Linked DNA regions of Sus scrofa: all the other regions are linked to region 1. A link is a contact called in public HiChIP or PLAC-seq data. All regions are on one chromosome and are shown on one strand. Each heading gives the region's core, a stretch centred on a gene start, on an enhancer-like site or on the middle of the called end of the contact. The rest is flanking DNA. Distances are from core to core; before and after follow the strand shown.

Evidence for each region. HiChIP or PLAC-seq counts read pairs in DNA pulled down with a chosen protein or histone mark.
Region 2: an H3K27ac HiChIP or PLAC-seq map of skeletal muscle shows a contact between it and region 1. The contact joins the promoter of SOX7 here to the enhancer-like site in region 1. A contact is called at or near these places in 11 of 47 Hi-C or Micro-C datasets (adipocytes, alveolar macrophages, epiblast stem cells and 7 more) and 1 of 2 datasets of contacts at active chromatin or transcription factors (skeletal muscle).
Region 3: an H3K27ac HiChIP or PLAC-seq map of skeletal muscle shows a contact between it and region 1. The contact joins two enhancer-like sites. A contact is called at or near these places in 3 of 47 Hi-C or Micro-C datasets (embryonic fibroblasts, skeletal muscle and subcutaneous adipose tissue) and 1 of 2 datasets of contacts at active chromatin or transcription factors (skeletal muscle).

Annotation. Positions count from the first base shown.
Region 1 is chr14:13,813,158-13,816,755 of Sscrofa11.1, forward strand. RP1L1 (retinitis pigmentosa 1-like 1 protein) reads right to left here. Exons shown (of 5, transcript XM_021073064.1): 4 at 2,154-2,253. Among named protein-coding and RNA genes, the nearest start is that of RP1L1, 26 kb to the right of the region's middle. Within about 2 kb of position 2,109, at least 3 of the 83 cell types and tissues checked have an H3K27ac peak or open chromatin away from gene starts, as enhancers often do. A contact at or near this core is called in skeletal muscle, where this site is marked.
Region 2 is chr14:13,942,580-13,946,771 of Sscrofa11.1, forward strand. SOX7 (transcription factor SOX-7) reads right to left here and starts at 2,745. Exons shown (of 2, transcript XM_003359052.4): 1 at 2,306-2,745. The coding sequence starts at 2,543.
Region 3 is chr14:13,991,772-13,995,730 of Sscrofa11.1, forward strand. The region is part of intron 6 of PINX1 (PIN2/TERF1-interacting telomerase inhibitor 1); the gene reads right to left. Among named protein-coding and RNA genes, the nearest start is that of PINX1, 48 kb to the right of the region's middle. Within about 2 kb of position 1,525, at least 8 of the 83 cell types and tissues checked have an H3K27ac peak or open chromatin away from gene starts, as enhancers often do. A contact at or near this core is called in skeletal muscle, where this site is marked.

The DNA of each region.
Region 1 (3,598 bases), core at 859-3,358:
AAAAGTACTCCCTGGCTGGGGTTAACACACCCCTCTCATAACACTCACTGGCTATTATCTGTAGGAATGGCGTTACTGGCTTGTTGAATACCATGTAGAGAATTCTGTCCTGAGATCTCTGGTCCCTTGGAGGTGTCTTGAGCTAAAACAGGGGAGTCACAGGAATCATATAAGTATCCATGTCAATAAAAGGGAAGAGCAAAGAGTGAACATACAAGCCGGAGACTTTAGAATTGTGCTCCTACTTCAGTGAATGAAAATGGCGTCGAAAGTGCTATGGCTGGGAGGAGCTGGGAGGAGCTGGGAGGCTCTTCAGCATGGTCATCCCGTCCTGTTGCTCCCACTGCTATTAATGACTCTGAGAGACATTACCTCACAGACTCTTGAGGACTTTTTTGTTTCTAGAAGTTTCTGACTCCAGTTCTTCCGGAAGGCAAAATTAGGGAACATTACATCTTCTTTTCCCCAAGTTTCTGCTTGGTAAGTGCAAAATAAACACAGTCTTTCAACAACATAGATTCGTAAAGGTGAATCTTTCTTTACAGAAAGGCCACAATCCCAAGTCTAACAGAGCAGGTAAGGAAGAGTGGAAGATAAAACCGAGAAAGTGGCTTGTCTGGGAATGCTCCCAGCCCTGGAAGAGACGCCCTGTCATACCAGCACTGGCCAGCAGAGGGCGAGGTGTCCCCGCTAGTGGGAACAAAGTTGGTTGTGCTGCCAGGGCCCTTACCTTGGTCCACTCAGATTACCAGGCTGGATTCCCGGTCTGTACCCACATCCCCAGATGAGGTGGCTCCACCAGAGGAGACTGCAAAGAACCCTGAGCCCAAATGTCTGGTTTGGGCTGTTCTGGGGGCCTCAGGCTCGGGGCATTCCTGGCATTCCTGTGCCATGGAGAGCTACATCCAGCGGCAGGTCTCCTACAGGATTCTGGAAAAGGTATTACAGAGAAACTCTAGGGATTGAGAAAGATCCAGGAAGGACCCCTGCCTCCCCATTCCCAATCCTGTTGAACATCCCAAAGACCTCCCTGCAGCATTCTGGACCCCCAAGGCAGTCTTATGTAGGGGTGCCAGGACGATCAATTCAACTTGGATTTCAGATACATGAAGCATAATCTTTTAGTATAAGTATATCCCAAATACTGCACGGGACATACTTATATTTTACAAATCATTCTTTGAAATTCAAATCAAATTGGGTGTCCTTTCTCTCCCGAGACACCTAGAATGCTCAGCCCAGTGTAGTCCAAAAGCAGGATTCCTACTTCCTTCCGCCAGCCCCGTCTTCCCCCAAACTCTGGATGGGATCCACTTCATTACACCTCCTCTCATCTAAACCGCTCACTCCACACACTTTCCTTTCCTTTATTTGGTCCTGTCAGTAAAACAGGCAGGCTTGCACCTAAAGAGAAGGAAACTGAGACGTGGAGATTCTGACTGTGAGGGGTATTGGCCTTGATGGAGAGACTTGGAGGAGCTGCGTGAGCCTCCAGATATCACAGCAGGAAAGGGGGGCTGGGTTCAGAGTCCCCCACCCCTCCCCCCAAGCACCAAGGAGCAAGATCACCCCAAGGAGAGCAGGGCCACATGCCATGCAACCCCCGACAGTCTCCAGAACAAGCCTGGGAGACATGACCACACAGGCGGCCCCACCAGCAAGACACCTGGGCCCCGGCCGCCGGCCCCAGCCGTGGCCTCAGCAGCAGTCGAGCTTTCCTGTGCAGCCGCTGTGGCATGTAGGATGCTGATAACAGGAACAATGCAGCAGAGGAAAAGTGGTAGGAGTGGGACAATGCACTGGCCGTGGGGACTCTCCCAGGCCAGGCGGGATGGAGGAAGGATCTGCAGGTCCCAGGGGCCAGGCTGGAGACTGCTGTGTGGCTGGGATGGTGGGGGGAGCCCAGGGCCCTGGGAAGGAGCTGGGGGGGAGGGGGTGCAGCTTTGGCATCTCTTCTGCTCTCCTGCACCCAAGAGACCCCTCCCTCTCTAGGGGTGGGGCAGGGGCAGGCACAGACGCCAACCATTAACCCAGGAAGGGGACTTCCACAATTTCCTGGGCTGCAGAGCCAGCATCATGCAGCTGGGACGAGGAGAGTGGCTCCTGGGATGACCTCGGCGCTGACCCCAGGAGGCCTTTGACTTCTAACTCACTCTCCAGCTCTCTGGTCTGTCCCACACCCAGCGGGGGCGGGGGGGGGCAGTGGTGGTCATCGACACCACCCCCCTGCACAGGCAGGACACCCAGGCAGGCCTGCCAATGACAGGAAGACCCGCCAGGGGGTGGCAGATAGACAAATACGTTGAGGCTTGGCTGAGATTTAGACTGAGCTATCTCTGTGGCTGAGACCCTGGGGGTGCTGCCCAGGCCATCCTGAGCAGGGCTGCCTCTGCCCTTAGCCAGGAGTGGCCACCGAGATGGCCTGGGTGCCATCGCCATTTTGTCTATGGCCCACGGTGTGTAGTAGGTGTGGAGCGAAGGGAGTAGACTGTAAAACCCACATCTCCCCAAGTCAGAACTGGAGACCACAGGAGGGGCAGCTCTGGGGATGAATGATGAGCCTGGAGGAATATTGTTTCTTTCCTAAATCCAGACCAGGGGTCCTGAGTCTATTTCGTCACTGCTTAGCCCCACCTCACACTGAGAAGGACTTACAACCTTTAAGATACAGACAACGTCACAGGTTAAAGTGAAATAAGGGAAGTTGAGGGAAAAAGTCAGGGCAGGGAGGTTTCGTGGAGTCAGGAGAGGGAGTTCCCTGGTGGCTCAGTGGGTGAAGGACCCAGTGTTGTCACTGCTATGGTGCAGGTTCTATCCCTGTCCTGGGAAATTCCACATACTGCAGGCACAGCCCCCCCCCCAAAAAAAAATGGAGCTAGGAGAGAGGGGGAGGACCCAGCAGTGCTTGCTGTGCGGTCCCCACGCAGCCAAAGGACGCAGATGCTACCACAAAGGAGAAACACGGCCCGTCACAGGTTGTTGGGGAGGAGCAAAAACCAAACAAAACCACCAAAATGTTATTTCTGATACTAAAACAAAGACCAAGCCTTTCCAAAGTCCTCACAAAGAGAACGCAGAGCAAGTCCCTAGAAGCTTCCTGGGCTCAAGGACCCTGTGTCCCAGAACTCCTTCCAAGGTGCAGTAGGGGCCAGTCATGAAAGGCCCTCAAGGAGGCCGCCGACATGTCCCAGGCCCCTGCTGCCTACTATTTTAGCTGAATTTGAAGGCAAAATTCTAAAGGGCAGGTTCGGAGTTCCCGTCATGGCTCAGTGGAAACGAATCCACCTAGGAACCATGAGGTTTCGGGTTTGATCCCTGGCCTTGCTCAGTGGGTTAAGGATCTGGCATTGCCATGAGCTGTGGTGTAGGTTGCAGACCTGGCTTGGATCCTGCGTTGCTGTGGCTGTGGTGTAGGCCGGCGGCTACAGCTCTGATTAGACCCCTAGCCTGGGAACCTCCATATGCCGCGGGTGCGGCCCTAAAAAAAAAGACAAAAGACATAAAGGGCAGGTTCTAGAAGATGGAGAGAAGTGGACATATGCCCCTCCACCCCTGTAGCCCCCTACTAGCCGAGACTCTCTAGGTCGAACCCTGGTGA
Region 2 (4,192 bases), core at 1,495-3,994, 130 kb after region 1:
AGTTTCTAAGTGTTCCTGGATATTCATAAAATATGGGTTCATTTTATTTTATTTTATTTTGTCTTTTTAGGTCCACACCCGTAGCATATGGAGGATCCTAGGCTAGGGGCTGACTCGGAGATGTAGATACTGGCCTACACCACAGCCACAGCAACGCAGAATCTGAGCCAAGTCTGCCACCTACACCACAGCTCAGGGCAACGCCGGATCCTTAACCCACTAAGCAAGGCCAGGGATCAAACCTGCGTCCTCATGGAGGCTAGGCAGATTCTTTTCTCCTGAGCCACGACGGGAACTCCTAGGTTCATTTTTAAAAACCACTAAATGCATAACTGTCTTTATGTGCTTTCTCATCCATCATATACTAAAAAATACTGGTGCTACTGAGTGAAGTTTTTAATGTTAAAGATTGGAGGGCTCAAAGTCAAAAAACACTTGGACTCTCACATTCAGCCCTTTCCCTTTCCTAAGTCAGAAAGGAAGGGTTGGGCAAGAGATCCCGGGGGTGGAAGTGGATCACCCTGCTGCCCTTCTATTAGCAGGTGTAGAAAGTCTACATTTTGCAAAGCAACACCCTGTTGGTTTCCCTTGCCCAGTGCCAGGGGCTGTGTGGTTAAGCAGGAAGGAATTAGTGTCTTTTCTGCAAAATGCACTGTAACCTCTGGAAGCCTAAGTGCCAACTGCCAACCGGGATCAGCTCACAGGAGGCATCTGTCGCCCAAGTCCCTTTGCCTGTCCTTTCTCTGGGAGCAGGCAGCCTCAATCCCACAAGGCTCCCCAACCTGAGTTCTCCCAACCCTGGCCTGGGTCCGCTCTCTCCTGGTCACAAGAGCTGCACTTGGCCAACAGGCAGGGGACCTGGGACACACTAAACAAACTTTCAGTAGCCCACACATTAAAAAGTATTTTCATTTCTTTAGAAATCTGAAGAAAAGCATGAGCTTTTTGTTTGAAGAAACCGTTTTATTATTGTATATGTTAATATGTTTGTCTCAAGTCTAAAGTATAATTTTAAACATTTTATAAAGTATATTTTAAAATATTTTTAGAGTATAAAGTATAAATAAAATATGACTTTAAATATTTTTTATGTGGGAAGGGGCTGCCTAAGACACCAGCCCACTAATTGGTCCTGGGTGCAGCTAGCCAGGGGCCTGGTCCATGGGTAGGAGGCTCTTGGAAACCCACACCCCATCAGCTCTGAAAGGGCCTCCACCCGCAGGAGGGCCTGTGGATTTAGCCAGTACAAAGATGAGTGTCAGCTGTCACTCCACAGATCTGGGGAAGGAGCCAGGAGCTCCAACGGAAAAAAGGGAAAAGGCTCCTTCGGTCTGGGCCGGGTGGGGTTGGAGAAGGCAGGCCAGCCTCGGGTGACCACGCACTATCCCTTCTCACAGGGCCTAGCGCCCACTGGGCACACAAAATGCTGTGAAAGGTTCCCATCGGTTAAAATGAATTAAAAAAATAGGTCGAATGGTGAAGAGGTTAGGAGTGGGGCAAAGGTGATTAGTGCTCAGCTCTGGACAAGGGAGAGAGAAGAAGGAAACCTCTGACACCGGCACTCGGGAACATCCTCTCTCCGCTCCGAGGCGACTGGATCGTCCCCATCCCCAGTCCCAAAGCTGGGGCTGGGACGGCACAGCAGCCCTCAGGAAGCGGTGGGGCTCCAGGACAGACCCTCACTGGCCGCCCTAAGCATGTGAGTCAAATTCCCTACACTCCTGAGACTGGAAATAGAGGCTCGAATCAAGGCTATTTTGCTGTTGGTTTAACAATTAAGTTGCAGCAGCATGCGTTCCCACAAGGTCTCTCTCAGGACCATTCGTTACCTCTGTTGATGTTACGACCTCCCTCTGTGATTATGCCCGCGGTGAGGTTTAGGGAATGATGGGTTTTCCCGCCCTGGTATTGCTAGCAAACGCTCGTTCCACCCGGCCCGGTGTTACTGTCCGGGCCTGTCCATGCGCGCGGGTCTTCGTCGCCGGGCCCCCCGGGCCGGGCTGCTACCCAGCTCCACTTGTGCCCCGGGGTCCCAGATTCGGCTCAGGTCCTCCCGAGGGGGTCTCCCAGGCCACCCAGGCGGGCCGCGCCGGTTCACTTTGGGCCGGGGCCAGGCGTCCCCGCTCGGAATCCCGGCCCCCGCGCGCACACCCACGCTCCCGCAGATGCCCAACCTGGCTGGCACGGCGCGCGCCCGCGCCCCTCGAGCGTACCCCGTCCCACCCCCGCCCCGCGCGCCCGCATGGCCTACAGCGGCCAGCCCCCAGTCCGCCGACCTCGGGGCGCGCCCCGTCCGCTCACTCACCCAGCATCTTGCTGAGTTCGGCGTTGTGCAAGTCCGGGTTCTGCACCGCCAGACGTTTCCTCTCGTCCTTGGCCCACACCATGAAGGCGTTCATGGGCCGCCGGATACGGCTCTCAGAGCCCTTGTCCCCCGGCGGGCGGGGGGCGGCCGGCGGCGACAGGCCGTCGGACAGCTCGGCTTCCAGGGCCGGGCACTCAAGCCCCTCGGGCCACGGGTAAGCTCCCAGCATTGAGGCCATGGCCGTGCGGGGGTCGCCTAGCTTGCGTCGTCAGGCCGGCGCTGACCGGGCCCTCGCACCGGTCGGGGCGTCCAACTTGGCCGGCAGCCGCGGCCCGGCCCCTTATTTATCAGCTTCGTGCGACCGCGTCCTCCAATGACTCTCGAAGGCGGCGCGGCCCCTCCCTCCGTTTCGGCGCGGGCCCCCTCCCTGCGTCCCGGGCCGCCGCGTCTCAGCTCCGACCTGCCGGGAGGCAAGGCAGGAGGGAGGGCCGCTTTCCCGTGTCCGCCCCCGGCCCGCCCCTCCGCCTCCCAGGTCCCTCCCGGAGATGCGCGCCTGGCCGCCCCCGGGCCGCCCCTCTTCGCGCCGGCTCCCCGCGCAGGTGCCACGGGCCGGGAAGCGAGCGCCGCCCGCAGTCACCGGGCCCGGGAGCGAGACCCGGACTCCAGACCCCTGTCCCGCCTGGACGAGGCCTCCCCGGGCCGGGTTCTGCCAGCTCCTTCCGCAGGCGGAATTGTACATACGGAGAACCGAAGCCAAACAGGTTTCGCTGGGAATCACCGAGCGAGAGGCTTTGACCATGAATTCCCCCAGAGCAGCCCGTGAGGCGTTCTTGCTAGAACACACCTACTGCTTTTCTAAAAGGACCCCCGGGCGGCGACAACCTGGCCCCCAAACAACTTGGGCAACCAGAGAGGCTGGCGAGGGCTGGGTCCCACGTCGGGATCTCCGCGGTGTCCACCCAAGGGCTTCCTCGACGCCCCGCAGCTCCCTGGCTCTCGGGAGGGCATGTCTGCGTCCCCAGTTCCCCCGTATTCACCATGCCATCTGATTTCTCTCTTCTTACACCCCTGCCTGCCCCGCACGCTGGTCTGTGGTGTCTCGGTCTCCCGCTTCCTTGCCTCAGAGCCCTTCTCTTCGCAATTCATTTCTCATTGTATTTTCCCCTCTGAACAGAAGGATCGGAGCAGAGTCAGTCAGGTACTCTCCTACCCGTGTCTCTAGGCCTTGGCACGACCTGGGAGCTCCCGAGTTCCCCTTCTAATGACACCCCCGGGTTCTGGGCCTGCCCTCAACTGGAAGGGCTCCAGCCTGGGAGCTCAGGGCAGTCGCTTGCAGACGCAGACCCCCTGCTCAGAGGACAGCTCTGTGTCAAGCCATTTCATGTGAATAGGGCTGTTCCCCTGGCTCTCACTTCATTGCGGGCACACAGCAGGCACTCAGGAAATGCTGAATAAGTGAATGAATAAGTGAGTGAGCAGATGCAGCTTAGACACACCCTACTGTATAAAACAGGGCACTTATAAGGCTTGACTAGATCATGGAATCCAACCCACAGATATCTATTGAGCACTGCCCATATGCAGGGCTCCACCGAAGAGACCCTGAAAGGAGGTAGCATTATAGGAGGAACGTGAGGTCTGGAGTCAGAACCTATCTTAAGTTTTGGGGTTACTTAGTGCATGACTCTGGGCAGGTCTGGCATCTCGCTAGGCTTTCTTTCCCAATCCCGAAATGAGGAAGATGGTAAGACTGATCTCGCAGGGCTTTATAGGAAAGCTCAAACTCTATACATGCCAGTTGATGCTACTACAACTCTACACATACAGTCAGGAAGATCTGGGCCCGGTTTTCAGGGTCCCACCTGCAGTAACTGAGTTCATAGGTGC
Region 3 (3,959 bases), core at 275-2,774, 180 kb after region 1:
TTTTAGCAGTTCATCTCTTACCTAATGTTCCCCACAAGCTCTATTATTTTTAATACAGGATTTTGCAAACACGTAATTTTTTTAAATAAACATATATATTGTGTTATAATAGAAATGTCTATATTTGACATTACATTTTATCTTATTCTTTTTTTACTTAATGGCCGCACCCACAGCATATAGAAGTTCCTGGGCTAGAGGTTCAATTGGAGCTATAGCTGAGGCCTATGCCACAGTCACAGCCACTGCCAGATCTAAGCCACATCTGTGACCTATGCCACAGCTTGCAGCAACGCCAGATCCTTAACCCACTGAGCAAGGCCAGGGGTCGAACCTGCACCTCTCATGGATACTAGTCAGGTTCTTAACCCGCTAAGCCACAATGGGAACTCCCACATTATATTTTATAGTATTTATATTTGACATTAGTACTTTGGAAGAGCTTACAATGTTAACTGCTGTCTTTCAGAATACATTGGGAGTTACACGAAGGCAGGAACCATTCACCTGAATCATGCAAGGGAAATTAATGATAAAAGGGGGTCCCAGAATGGATGGTAATTTATGTCATAAAAGAATTCATTGCAGAGTTTAAACTGTGAATGTACTAAATGTATCAAAGAATGTATGAAAATGAAATGAAATCAACAAAATCCAGAATATGGAAAACAGAAGAGAGAAGGAATTGGAACCCACAGGTTAAAAGAGCCTAAAAGACACTATCAATTAATTGCAATATACAAATCTTGTTAGGATCCTGATTCAAACATACATGCAAGTTAAAAAATTATGAAGCAACTAGGAAAATCTGAACACTGACTGGATTTGATGACCTTCAGGAAATGTGGTTCATTTTTTAGGTGTGAAAAGAGTACAATGGTGTGTTGAAGAGTTATCTTTTAGGAATGTATAATGAAATGCTAAAATGAGAAAACAAGATGAAGTGACATGATGTCTAGGAATTGCTTCAAAAATTGGAGAGAAAGTGGGTGGAGGTGAGCTGCCACAATATTGACCATTCAACTGATCACTGTTGAGCTGGACTCTGGTCAGTGGGGACTCATGATTCTCCCTATTTTTCTTACATTTTACATCTTCCATAATAGTGAGTATACAGCATATTGGGAGACTTGTTCCTGAGGGTGAAGTACATGACCCAAGGCACCTATGCCTCAGTGAAAGTGACTGCTAAATTGTCCTCAGAGAAGTCACCTCAGTCCCACAGAAGAAACAAGGCAGAGGGGAACCCAACCAAGGCAGAAAGGTAATCCCATCTGTGCGCTGACTCAGACGGGAACACAGAAGCCAGCAAGCGGTGTGTTTCCCATATGAGATCATGGATTGGCCACCAGCAGCCACTACTAATGTTAGAACAGGGTTTTTCCCTGAAAGAGTCACAATTCCTCTTGCTAGAAAAACAGGAACTGGTCCTAACAGGAATATTATGTAATGCTAGGGAACTGAGGAGACTGGGAAAAGCAGGATGAGGGGTAGAGAAGAGCACAGGATGAAGGTGGAGGCGGGGAATGGAAACTGCTTGTGGGCTCGTTAAAGGGGCCCAGCCCAGGTCCGCTTCCTGCCAGCCTCACCCTTCCAGCCGGGGCCTTCTCTCCCTCGATTACCGGGCCACTTGCAGGCCGTCAGAACATGACGAGTGAGTGAAAAGGCTTATCTTCCGCACTAACAAGCAGAACCAAGGGAGATCCGAGGTAAAGAGAATAACATCGGGCTGAAGGGCACACAGGCCGGGCGGGCTCCCTTTCACTGCAGAGGGAGCAGCGGCCAAGCAGGAACCTTCAGGAATGTGGCCAGGATGCACGGGGCCCACCAGCAGCCTGCTTCTCAGGCTCAAAGACAGAGCTAAAAGCGCAAGCTACTAAAGGGACAGTGTGTTGATCTTTAAAATGTTGCACTACAGTGTGCACACTGAGATTCTGCTCTGGGAACGGGAAGTGGTGACACCAGTTCTAGCATGCGCACACATGCACTGCCATTCTCCAAGGTTTTAATTGTGGTTATCTCTGGGAGTTTGGATTATGGCATTTTTTTCTTCTTAATGCAATGTTTTTTCCTATAATGAGTATTTACTGCTCTTATAATAAAAAATCATTTGAAATTTATACACACACACACACACACATACACACACAAAGAGAAAAACCCCACAAGCTTAGGGCAGAGTGCTCCTTCCTCCAGGACAACTATACCTGGGGTGGACTGCTGTTGTCCCATGGCCAGTGCTGGCCCTGGACTTGGAACTAATCACTGGAGGCATTTTTTGAGTTCCCTCTCCTCTCACCCCTTCACTCCCAGCTGATGGGACAGGAGAAAGTAGCCGAGTGAGAACCCAGGAGGCTCATCAGGAAGACATAGCACAAAGGAAGAAAGGCTCAGGCAGATGCCCATGGGTCCATGAGAAGAGGACTTCATGGTATCAGGTGAAATGTGAAACACAAACACACACTGAGTAGTGATGGCAAGGAAATGAAAAGCAAGGGGGTGTGCAGAGAATGGGAACAAAGTTAAAAGGGGTGACTGCAGGGAAGGCCCAGATGACACCTGTGTTTTGAGAGCTAATGTTTCCCTGCAGAACTCATCAGTATCCAGAGACTGACTCCTCCTGTGGTAATGCTCAGCCCAGGGACCCACTCTACCATCTGTTCCTGAAGCTACCTGAGCGAGTCAGACCCTAAGTCCCAGGGCTTCCCCGCCAGGCCCCCAGGATCACTCAAATCTTTCCCGCTCTCTGCTACAACCTCAGCTCAAGCTTCCCACGCCTCTCTGGAACAACAGCCTCTTAACTGAGTTGCCTATTTAGACTTGCCCCCTCCTGCCTTCATTCTTATTTTCTTATCTCCCGCAGCCAAGGATCTTTCTAAATTGCAAAAATAACCATGCCCTTTCTATGCTTCAAACACCTTAGCTGCTCCCAAACACATGCAAAAACTACAGTCTAAGTTCCCAGCATGTGCTTCCAGACAGCTCTCTGGGAACCACCCCCCTTGGGGGAACCTAGGCCCACCTTCCAACACCCACCACAAAAGTCAAAACTAATCTGTAACAAAACTTTCTTTTCTCTGGATACCAAATTGCACCTAAAGTATGTGAAGCCTACAGTAGTGTTCAACCCCTTTCAGTGGAGCAACAGAGCAAATAACACTCATACAGCCTCCAGGAGCAACTGTGTGTGGCTGCCTGCTGGTGACCAGCCCAGAGACAAGGGACTCATGTAAGGTTTAATAGTACTTTTAGGATCTTCAGACTAACATTTTTCGGTGAATGTAATAGGAAAAAAAGCACCAATGAAGGGACAGGATAGGATTGCTTTGATGTGTGATATATGCCCACCGAGTCCATGACTCTGAACTAGTAACAAATGGCATTCTATGTTTGTGTGTGTGTGTACACGTCTACTTCTGTTACTTACAGTATAATGTGTATTACATATAGTTGTAATATATAAATAAGTACAGTTACACAAAATAAACCATGTTTTACTGGAGACTCTCACCTTACAGCCTATTCCAGCTTACTGCTCAACCTCGTGCCCAGTTAGGCATCCCGAACACCCCCCTAGATGCTGACTCCCCACACACATTCCCAGCCTGTCCCACACCACCTCCTTCCCAAATCACGCTCCCCTGGCTGTGGTTCTTGGGGCACTGTCTCCTCCAATCCTTGTAACATCTGCTGAATGCCTACTATGTCCTAGGGGTGAAGATCTGCCTTGAAGAGCTTCTAGAAGCATAAGCTTGAGTAGTTTCTGCCCTCAAATCTATACCCACTAGTGTTTTTGCATTCCCTTAACTTTTTTTGGGGGGGGGTCTTTTTAGGGTCACACATGTGGCATATGGAAGTTCCCAGGCTAGGGATCAAATTGGAGCTGTGGCCTATGCCACAACCACAGCAACACGGGATCCCAGTTGCGTTTGCAACCTACACCACGGCTCATGGCCATG